Regions from separate parts of the Drosophila melanogaster genome. Here all the other regions are linked to region 1. Evidence: chromatin contacts called from public Hi-C data. All regions are on one chromosome and are shown on one strand. The core of a region is the stretch at or near the end of the contact, and the rest is flanking DNA. Distances in the headings are between cores, read along the strand shown.

The links. A called contact is a pair of places that touch in the nucleus more often than the background predicts.
Region 2: a contact with region 1 is called in a Hi-C map of the Kc167 cell line, with 2.6 times the contacts expected there. A contact is called at or near these places in 3 of 107 Hi-C or Micro-C datasets (the Kc167 cell line and wing imaginal disc).
Region 3: a Hi-C map of the Kc167 cell line shows a contact between it and region 1, with 2.5 times the contacts expected there.

The regions. Positions count from the first base shown.
Region 1 is chr3R:28,334,427-28,337,991 of dm6, reverse strand. larp (La related protein) reads left to right here and starts at 1,552. Exons shown (of 7, transcript NM_170365.4): 1 at 1,552-1,984; 2 at 3,285-3,565. The coding sequence starts at 3,474. It overlaps Gfat2 (Glutamine:fructose-6-phosphate aminotransferase 2), which reads left to right. Exons shown (of 2, transcript NM_143360.4): 1 at 1-122; 2 at 325-973. The coding sequence ends at 699. It also overlaps asRNA:CR46104.
Region 2 is chr3R:23,941,216-23,944,780 of dm6, reverse strand. It overlaps Gdh (Glutamate dehydrogenase), which reads left to right and starts at 1,680. Exons shown (of 5, transcript NM_206551.3): 1 at 1,680-2,187. The coding sequence starts at 1,770. CG12268 reads left to right here. Exons shown (of 6, transcript NM_176550.2): 4 at 1-96; 5 at 166-616; 6 at 675-1,153. The coding sequence ends at 1,092.
Region 3 is chr3R:32,050,467-32,054,031 of dm6, reverse strand. It overlaps mod (modulo), which reads right to left and starts at 1,972. Exons shown (of 6, transcript NM_079875.3): 1 at 1,856-1,972; 2 at 1,636-1,712; 3 at 1,055-1,551; 4 at 477-786; 5 at 1-409. The coding sequence starts at 1,297. It overlaps krz (kurtz), which reads left to right and starts at 2,039. Exons shown (of 2, transcript NM_080249.5): 1 at 2,039-2,763. The coding sequence starts at 2,193.

The DNA.
Region 1 (3,565 bases), core at 303-2,802:
TTAGGACTGTCCTCAAGCTGAACTCGCAGGTGCAGCAGCTTGCCAAGGAGTTGTACGAGCACAAGTCGCTGCTCATTATGGGCAGGGGCTTCAACTTCGCCACCTGTTTGGAGGGCGCACTGGTAATCCATTTGATAATTTGAGCTATAATTTAATCGAATCTCATTTATGCATCGTAATGCATGCATGGGAACGTAATGATGGAAAATAACCGATGTCAACAATTCACTTAACTTGTTTATTTGCCAAGTGCACTTAAATTAATTATTATGTTTGTCCCACGCTTCATGAGCTGAATTTAATCAATTAACTTGCTCATTGCAGAAAGTCAAGGAGCTGACGTACATGCACAGCGAAGGAATCCTGGCTGGAGAACTGAAACACGGACCACTGGCCCTGGTGGACAAGGAGATGCCCGTGCTGATGATCGTGCTGCGGGATCCGGTGTACACCAAGTGCATGAATGCACTGCAGCAGGTGACGTCCCGCAAGGGCAGACCGATCCTAATCTGCGAGGAGGGCGACAACGAGACCATGTCCTTCTCCACGCGTTCGCTGCAGATCCCGAGGACCGTGGACTGCCTGCAGGGCGTGCTCACGGTGATTCCGCTCCAGCTGCTGTCCTACCACATCGCCGTGCTCCGCGGCTGCGACGTGGACTGCCCCAGGAACCTGGCCAAGTCGGTGACCGTGGAGTAGGCGCCCCAACTATCTGGCTAACTGGCTCGCACCGTCTCAAGAATTCCATTTTAGTATCTGCCTGAGAAAAACAAAACAAACCCTAGCACTTAAGTTAAAATTTTCTGGTATTTTGTCGGATCAAAATCCGAACCCTTAACCCATTTGTGCTCCTTCTGGCTGAAGCCACATATGTTTAACCCCTACATTTGTAGCTGTACTGACCCTTTGTGTTGTGGACCCACTACTTTTTGTGAATGTGCAATTGAAATATAATTATTTCCAGTTTTTCTTTAAAAGTGTTTTGCTGCTTTCAATTAAAAATGGATTGGAAAATGTTTAACCAGTAAATTTGTTTGAAAACGGGAAAAACCAAACAAAGATCTATATGTACCTCACTTTACAAAAAATGCTTATCTGACATTAAACATTTGTTTCAAATGTTTAAAAAACGAGGGCCACGTCACGTTATTGCTTACGTTATGTTAATCACGTTGTAAATTTTAGAAAAAGAAAAATTACATATATATTTAATTCTGATAAAACTAAATAAAAATAAATTCTGATAAAAATAAATGATATTCCGAGCACTTAAGTAGTGTGAAATCGATAAGCCGCATAAATTTGAATGTCCTATTTTCAATTTCAAATCAAGTGGTAAATGGGGAAAAAATAAGTTTGTTCTCGAAAAGTAATTCTTTCTGGAAGATATTTCAAAATCATATTTAAAAACAACATTAAATAAATTAAATCAGTTGCGAGCCGGTTGGGACATCTCTATTAACCGTAGCTATCACATCGGTCGATATCTATCGCAACGCAACGCAAACGAATTGAACAACAACCCTGCTCTTTTTCTTTTGGACCCGTAGAACCACATGTCTGGTAACCGATTTTGATTTTCGTTTCGGCGGTATAATGCTCCAATTAATTGACTAATTGCGGTTAATTGACAAGACAAGTGAACGGCGCAAGTACGGTGCAACCAATAACGCAGCGAGTGTGTGTGCAATTGCGAAAAAACCCGATAAATAATATTCGTAACGTTCTGCCCAGCAGCGCGTGAGTGAGTGCGAGCGAGAGGCAGTGATTCGAGGTGCGTAGTGGTGCGAAAGTGTGTGTGCAAGGAAACCCGCAAAAGCAAAAGCAAAGCAACAATAACAACACACGCACGCACACACACACTTGTGTACGTGTTAACACGCGGAGCGGAAAGTGCGTAGTGAACATACGAAACGTACGAAACAAGAAGTGGGAGAGATAGCGGAATAAAATACAATTCTTGTTTCCATTTCAATCTCCTCTGGTGCGTATTCAAATCAATCTGAACCTTAACTTGTGTATGTGTGTGTGACCGCGTGCATCGTTTTGAAATTCGAGGCGAGCTGCAGTCGAAATCAGCTGTTTTAAAAGGCCCGACCAGGGCGGCACTAACAGCAATGCAGGCCGTTAGCCGAGTGCATTGGATATTGCATAATATTGGGTGAAGCGAAAACAGGGATATTGTGGTAGGCCACAGGGTATAATAAAACCAAATTGTAGCTATAAACGCAGTTTCTTTTATTTGCACCTTTAATTCGCTTCGATTTCCTGTCGTATTACCGGTTACGTTCAACGCCATGCCATTACGTTGTACTCCAGTTTGGCAAGTGGGCAGCTCGCTTTGCGGCAGCCCTGGTCGCTTAGCGTTGTGTTGCTGCTTCCTCTTCCTCTTGTGTGGGGCAAAAATCTAACCTCACTTCTTCTTCTTCTTTGGAACACTGCTGTGTGTGGCTGCTGCATAATAATATAATACCTCTCGATTCACGATTGGTCGTGCCTCGCAACGGATTTTCTCCGCTCGCCCAAACTGCAGTATATAATCGTGCAAAATCCGTGGCAGTAAATTCAATTCGCCGAGGAGCGTGACAGCTGAGGAAAATCGAGAAAACGGCCGCTGGGAGAGGCTTTTCCGATGGCCAGTTCCTAAAAAATCACCGCACTCCTCGGGAGGCTCTTCTGCAGTCCCACAAGAATAGTAATCCCCATTGCGAAAGCCCCAAGTTCAAAGTGCAGTGTATGTGCGTATGTGTGTGTGCTGTAATAGTTGCATTAAGTAAAGATGTAAATATTATTGCAGAAGGGCGAACTTGAGATTAATCGCCGTAATTGAGCAACAAACACCTCGCGTTCGCCCAACTCGCAATCTTGTTGGAAAATCCTAGTAGGCACAGTAAAGCTGGGCTTAGATGGCCATTCTTTAGTTTTAGTAAAGAGGTTTTAGTTTCCATTCCACTCTTTCTTTGCATTGGTATCAGTTTAATTTCAAAAGTCTATTTTTCTACGGCCAATAAGGCCATTAAAACTCGAGATGTTGACTTGAATTTATTAGCTCACTTAAAAGTTTAAGTTAATGCAAATTACTATACAAATTGCATTAGTATTGACCGCAGAATTGCCCTGAATAGTTCTATATGTAAATGACCCAAAACAGTCAAGCTTAGCTATAGTAACACTGCGTGGAAAAGTTATAAAATGACGTAATTGTAGTCTTTGGCCTGGATTTTCCTCTTGTTCCTACCAAACAGGCCTGTGAAAACTAATCCTTCTATTGCCAACCATTTCAGTTTGGAAGCCTATCTCTGGAGCCACCACATCCCGTTGAGCAGGCAAGGAAGCAGACAAGAGTTTCCCCAACCCGACAACGAGGATCAGCCGCTGACGTAGCCGGAGCAGGAGCAGCGAGTGTGCTGCCCACTCTGGAGAGGAAACCGGAGTCAAAGAAACAGCAGGAGTAGCAGCCGCAACTGAGGAGCATGTCCAGCAAGGAGGAGACGCCATCCACGGGAGGTGCCGCTCCTGTGGCCACTGTCGCCGCCTCGGGCAGCGCCACCACTTCCTACGCCAA
Region 2 (3,565 bases), core at 431-2,930, 4.4 Mb after region 1:
TGCCAAACACGTACGCTTACAGCAAGGCGCTGTCGGAAGATTTAATTTGCAGATACAACAATAAGCTGCCCATAATCATCACAAGGCCCTCGATCGGTGGGTATACCATAGTGTCTACTCTGTTTTTGTGCCTCCTGGCTAATTGCTTTATTAAATCCATTGCAGTGACGGCCGCCATTCACGAGCCATTGCCCGGCTGGATCGAGGGCGTCAATGGACCCACCGGCCTAATGATCGGCGCCGCCCGCGGAGTCATCCGATCGATGCACTGCAATCCGGACTACGCCTCCACGGTGATACCCGTAGACAAGGCCATTAACGGCATGATCCTGTGCGGCTATCAGCGCGGAAAGGCCAGCCAGGAGAAGGGTAACAAGCAGACGGGTGTTGAGTTCTGCAATCTGTGCATCTCCAGCAAGGCGCTGATGTCCTGGGGCGACAGCATCGAGACGGGTCGTCGATTCTTCTACGAAACGCCGCTCAGCTTTGCGCTCTGGTATCCGGGTGGATCCATCAAAAAGAACTACTACCACCACCTTTTCTGCGTCATCTTCTTCCACTATCTGCCCGCATACTTCATCGACTTTTGGCTGCTCGTCTTTGGCCAAAAGCCATTGTAAGTAAACGGTTAAATTTTAAGTTCTCCTATTAACACATGGATTATTCCCATCCAGCTTACTCAATGTCCAACGCAAAGTGTCCATGGGTCTGAAGCTGCTGCAGTACTACACAACGAAAAGGTGGGAGTTCCGAAACGAGCGCTTCCAGGAGATGAGCAGTCAGCTGAGCCTCCTGGATCAGGACCTCTTCGACACGTCGGTGGGTCAGGTCAATTGGGAGACATACATCAGTAACTACATTGTGGGCATGCGCACCTATATACTGGGCGAGAGCGAGGACACTCTGCCGCAGGCCAGGAAGGTCCTGCGACGGCTGTATATCCTCGACTGGGTCAGCAAAGTGCTGTTTTTCTCCCTGAGCTTCTGGTTCCTGTGGACCCATTTGGATGGCTTCGTGGAACGGAGCGATGCCTTCATCCGATCCTCGCTCAGCACCATTTACCATGAGCGAAACAGCACCATACATGTATAAACTCTTCTTTAATTATGTACTTCAAATATAGTCCACAAGATTTTGTTTCTTTTTAAGTAAGCTAGCTGTGTTTTATTTCTATTTTAACTAAGGATTAAAACTCAAAACAGTCACATAGGAATTGTGTGAAAGATCAATAGCATGATAAGCCCGAAAGTTACGTGGTAAATTCCTGAAAGTATGAGCTCTAAATAAAAAATTTAGCAAAACCTTTAAAAAAACACCTTATATAAAATATACCTTGTATATATCGTTTGTATTGTACTGTACGATGTTTATTACTTAGATTTTCAAGTGCTTTCTAAAAGAAACTCAGTACCCCCCTGAATTCAACATATAGCCGAAGATGATAAATCATAGCTTAATCTTGGAGTCAAAGAAAAACGTGAACGTGAAACCGATAACAAATACCTAATCTCGCCCTGGCAACGAAGCGAGTAATCCGCCGGCGGTGGTGCCGCGTTTCTAGCGGGCACTCCACCCACAGAGCTTTTCGGTGAAAAGTTTGCACCGCTCTCGCCGGAGAGCAAAAAGCTCGGCGCTCCGAAAAAGCCGACATATATATACATATCTATGCGAGTGCCTCGGCCAGTTTGGTGCGGCGTCGAGTAGCGAGCGGTTGTGTAGAACAGAATAAAAAAAGAGTTGGAACCCGAAGAATCCAAGCGATTAGCAGCATGTATCACCTGAAGAGTCTGGCCCGCCAGGGCGCCCGCCGCCAGCAGGAGCTGGCCACGCTGGCCAAGGCACTGCCCACCGCTGTGATGCAGTCGAGCCGCGGCTATGCCACCGAGCACCAGATTCCCGACCGCCTCAAGGATGTGCCCACCGCCAAGGATCCGCGCTTCTTCGACATGGTCGAGTATTTCTTCCATCGCGGCTGCCAAATCGCCGAGGAATCGCTGGTGGACGACATGAAGGGCAAGCTGACCCGCGACGAGAAGAAGCAGAAGGTGAAGGGCATCCTCATGCTGATGCAGCCCTGCGACCACATCATCGAGATCGCCTTCCCCCTGCGCCGCGATGCCGGCAACTACGAGATGATCACCGGCTACCGCGCCCAGCACAGCACCCACAAGACGCCCACCAAGGGAGGCAAGTGTTGATCCAAGATAACCCAAGATATAATAGTCAGAACTCTGCACGTAGGTAGTAAAAAATGAGACGTTAAGAGGTTTTCAAAAGGGATGCAAACAAAAGTGCCAAACCTATAGAGACCACTAGATGATTCAGTTTTCCTTGAAAATCTAAAACAAAAAATGCAATTACCTAGCAAGTTTAAAGCAAAAATTTGTCAACACTTACTTAAGTTTTAAGAAACCCTCAGAACAGCTGTTGTCGCTCGATGCAAAATCGATTTTTCCTTAGGCATTTCTGGCATTTCGTCTTGATTTTTCAAGTTATGTAACCCAGTATATAAGCCACACCAGACCAGACCCCCTTTTCCCCACGTTCTGCGCATGTACCGCTGCCGCCTGTTTTGTTTACGTTTTAGCCGACTGGGCTCCCCCTTTCTCCACATTTTTTTTTTTTTTTTTTTTGTTATTTGAGGGTTTTTAGGCCGCATTGCATAAGGCTCGGACGTTGGGCACACGTGTTTGCATTAGATTTCCAAACCCTTCAAGTGTGCCACCATTCAAAAACAGATGTACATATGCTGAATGTACTGCCCGCTTTTCGCACATTTCATTATTTTCGAGCTGGCAAATGTATTTCGATTCTTTCGCTGCTGTTTGTTTTTCCTTTGGCTGGGTGCTATTTATAATGAACTTTTGCTTGTGTTTTGCTTTCTAATTGAAATGAGAGCACAGCACTGCACAGTGTGTCAAGTGCTAAAAAAAAAGTAACGCCCCTAACCACCAAAAAAAAAAAGAAAAAATCTCCTTGTTGTCAGGCCACAAAAATTGTTTGTTCCGAATTCTGTTCCTTTTTTTTTTGCTTCATCTCAAATTATTAATTATAGAATCAGTTTGGTGCTTATCAAAAGCAAAAAAAAAAGAACACAAAAAATATGTAGTGAAAAATATTCGACTAGGGAATCTTATCTGACCTTGGTTATGCGCAAAAATAGAAAACAGAAACAGCCGAAAAAACGCTATGCCCCTAAAATTTGTTGTTTACGATTATTGCCACGCTTCTTAACACTTTATGATCTTGTTTTCGATCCATAGATCGATCGATCGATCATGTGGCTTAGTTAGTTGGGTCACCAAAAGTTGTAAACAGCCTGTTACTAAGTGAATTGAATCCACCTTATGGCTCGTTAATGATTCACTCAAATAGCCAGCTCTCTGCTATTTCAGTCAAAGGTGCTAAAAATTGCTAGTCTATTTATTTACTTAGTACTACTAGATCAATGGACAGTGTTTAATGGCCACCATTTTGTGCGCTCCATGCTCTAATTAATGTTAATTCCCGCTGATGCATCTGCCATTTGGCTGTTAATTATTTAATACGTTCTGCGTATGTACAT
Region 3 (3,565 bases), core at 723-3,222, 3.7 Mb before region 1:
GAAAACAGCTCAGTGCTATGCAGTTTAAGAGCCTTCGGTATGTCATCGACCGACGCCAAACGTACAAAAGCTCTGGGCATGAGGCGGTTACTGGATATAGTCACCGCCTCCACGGGAGCTACCTTCTCAAAAAAGGTTTTTAAGTCGTCCTTGGTAATATTAGGTCCAATCAGGCCAACCACCACCGTGCGTTCGTTGTTCTCTTCCTTATTTCTCGGTTGGGACACAGACAAAACATTGTCTCCAAGGGTTAACGCTTTAGGCTTAGCCTGCAGAACAGCTTCTGCTCCAGTTGACGTATCAAAGGCAATGAGAACTGATTTATTGCCATTCAAATTAGTGAAACGCTGCAAAGCGGAAAGTCGTCCGAACTTGGCGAACAATGCGACCAAGTCCTTGTGGAGATACTCTATGTGGAACAAATATACTAAGTTTAAATATACTTGAAAAATGAAATAATAAACCAGTTACTTTACCGTTTGGTAGGTTTGTGACAAAAACGATCTGGTTTTTTGGCGTTCCCAGCGGAATCTTGCCAACCTTTACTTTTGGAATTCCTCTATTTTCTTCGGACTTTTCAGAGTTGGCTTTTTCTGATTTCTTGGAAACTGGCTTCTCTACAGGCGCTTCTTCATCATCATCGGATTCATCTACCTCATCCGCGCCTTCACTTTTGGAAACCTCACCAGGCTCCAACTCATCGTCATCATCATCTTCCTCATCGTCACTATTGTACTCTTCATCTTCCTCAGCCTCGTCGTCAATTAAGCCCGCTGCCTCTTCGGTCTGAAAAGTAGACAATTTTCTTATAACCGCTGATGGGAGAGCACCAATAAAGACAATTTTTTTTTTATCGATATATGAACCGAGTCGGTATAAAACCAGAGGATCGTGGGTTATGTGCACTCGTCTTATAATTATAAAATCTTTACAACCACGTGGCAAAGAAAACGTAAAATGGATTCTTATCCATGCAGATCTATATATACGTGCATACTATGCATGTAATGTTAGCCATATCCATTCAGAAGACCACGTTTTTTTTATAGCTTACCTCAAAGTCGCTGTCGTCCCCTGGCTGCTCGTCATTTTGCTCCTCCACATCAGACTCGTCCTCTTCACTGAACTGCGGCACTTCTTTAACAGGCTGTTTTCTGGATTTTTTGGAAGGCGATTGGGGGACTACTGTCTCCTCTTCCTGTACCTTTGTGGACTTGGTTACCCGTTTGGCCAAAGGCTTTTCCTCTCCATTCGTAGCTTTTTTTCCTTTGACGGTGACGGCTTTCTTTTGGGCCATTTTGACAGCTTTTAGAGGTTTTCTGGGCAAAATTAGCAAAGTCAAGTTTGGACTGAACAACGCGTGGTTTCGTTCAATAAAATGCACGTGGAAAAGAGGGACAGAACAGTGTGACCGTTGTGCTCTATCGGTGCTAAGGCTGATTAAATAAAGTATTTTAGAGACTTCAATCTCATTTTTATAGCTCTATTCCACTACTAAATATGGTTTAAAGTCCGTTCATGCACATGTATACATATAAAAATAATAAAAGCCTTTAAAAAATAAAATAAATATTAAACAGTTTATATAAAGTATTTATTTAAGACTTAGGATACAATCTATGATTAGATATTTACCAACGGTCTGATTTTACATGTGTTTATACATTCCAAATGGTAAGTTTCCTCAATCATCAGCTATGAATCATCTGTTTCTAAAGGAATTTATAATATATATATTATATTTCATTAAAAAGCCAAGTCAACCTGCAGTTGCATTTTATCTTAGTAGGAAACTTAATGTTAATTCAAGCAATTGTTAATGGTATTGAAAGAAAAATTATTAAAAGTCACTTACTATGGGCCAGGGCACACTTAGGAAATATAAATAGGTGCCAAAAATGCAAAATAAATATTAATTATAGGCTGCGATTATGGTACGACCAAACATATATCGGTTTGTTCGCACTGAATTGAAATACCAGAGAAGTACATAATTTGTTAGTATGTAATATTCCCTGGTATTTTTCCAATGACTGTCAAGCAGTGCTGGTAAATGGCGGAACAAGTATACACATAAAAAATTAAATTGCAGCACAAGTCCCGCAACGCACACATATATTTATTTAACGGAGTTCCAATTAAGCAGGAACAGCAGAAAAGCAGAATAACAAGCATAACCGCCAAATAACATAATGAACGGTGGTGGTGGAGGAAGTGGAGGAGCAAATGTGAGCAATGGCTCCAGCACCAATGTAACAGCTGCCGGGAGCACTGGGGGCGGAAGCGCAGGCGACGAGACTGGTGGAGATGCCAGCTCCAGACGCCAGGCGACTCGGGTGTTTAAGAAGAGCTCCTCCAACGGCAAGATAACAGTTTACCTTGGCAAACGGGACTTCGTCGACCATGTCACGCACGTGGATCCCATTGACGGTGTTGTCTTCATTGATCCAGAGTACGTAAAGGACCGTAAGGTTTTTGGCCAGGTGCTTGCCGCCTTTCGGTACGGACGTGAAGACCTAGATGTTTTGGGATTAACGTTCCGTAAGGACCTGTATCTGGCGCATGAGCAGATCTATCCGCCCATGCAGCTGGACCGCCCGATGACCCGGCTTCAGGAAAGGTTAATTAAAAAGCTGGGGCCGAACGCCCATCCGTTTTATTTTGAGGTTCCGCCCTATTGCCCAGCCTCTGTGTCCTTGCAGCCGGCTCCTGGAGATGTGGGCAAGTCTTGCGGAGTAGACTACGAGCTGAAGGCCTTTGTGGGTGAGTCTTTGTGGGTCTGATCTTGTGGGTGTGTCCGTATACGGTGGTCAGTCAAAGTCAAAATCATTGATATTTCGCAGTGTGGCACATACCGTGTTTATTATATATGTTGCAATACATTAAATTTACAAATTTACAAATTTTTCTTTTTTCTTTACAAATTTTTCTTTTACCTTAGAGCAGTTAAATTGCGGGTACTATTGTTTCTGAGAATAAAATAATTTATTAAGAATATGGTTACAGTAGCAAAACTAGCTTTGTTCTTTTCTATAGAAGTTAGACTGTAAATTTCTTATATGTGTGGTTTTGTGTAAGTTAGCGCGTGCATCACGCGGTTGGGAACACAGGGTTAATCAATCCAACTACGTCGGGCTGATGACGCAGCGTTCACCTAATTGAAATTCGACACTTCTAATTGGAATTTGAATCAACCGAAGTTGCAGCGCAGTTAATGCTGTTGTTCGCCTTAACCAGGCGCCGCAGTTGGCGGTCTGACGATTTGTGTGCCAACAGCAAAGATCTTACATAGTTTCAAAATGTTTATTTGTTTAGTTTCTAATCTGTATTTAATAATTAAAAAAAGGTTTAAAGAATTTGTGCTTTATTTTATTAGTAGAAAGGTTTTTGGTTTCTGTAAATTTTAAATTTTTCATATTTTCGTACGATCGCCGAGCTCCACTCGCATATATATTATGTGCCCGTGGCACCCCCTTAATACATTCTCTGTTCAATAAATATTATTACCTATTGCCCTATTTTGTTTACACATTTTTGTGCTTTTATAGTTTCTGTTGGAATTTTA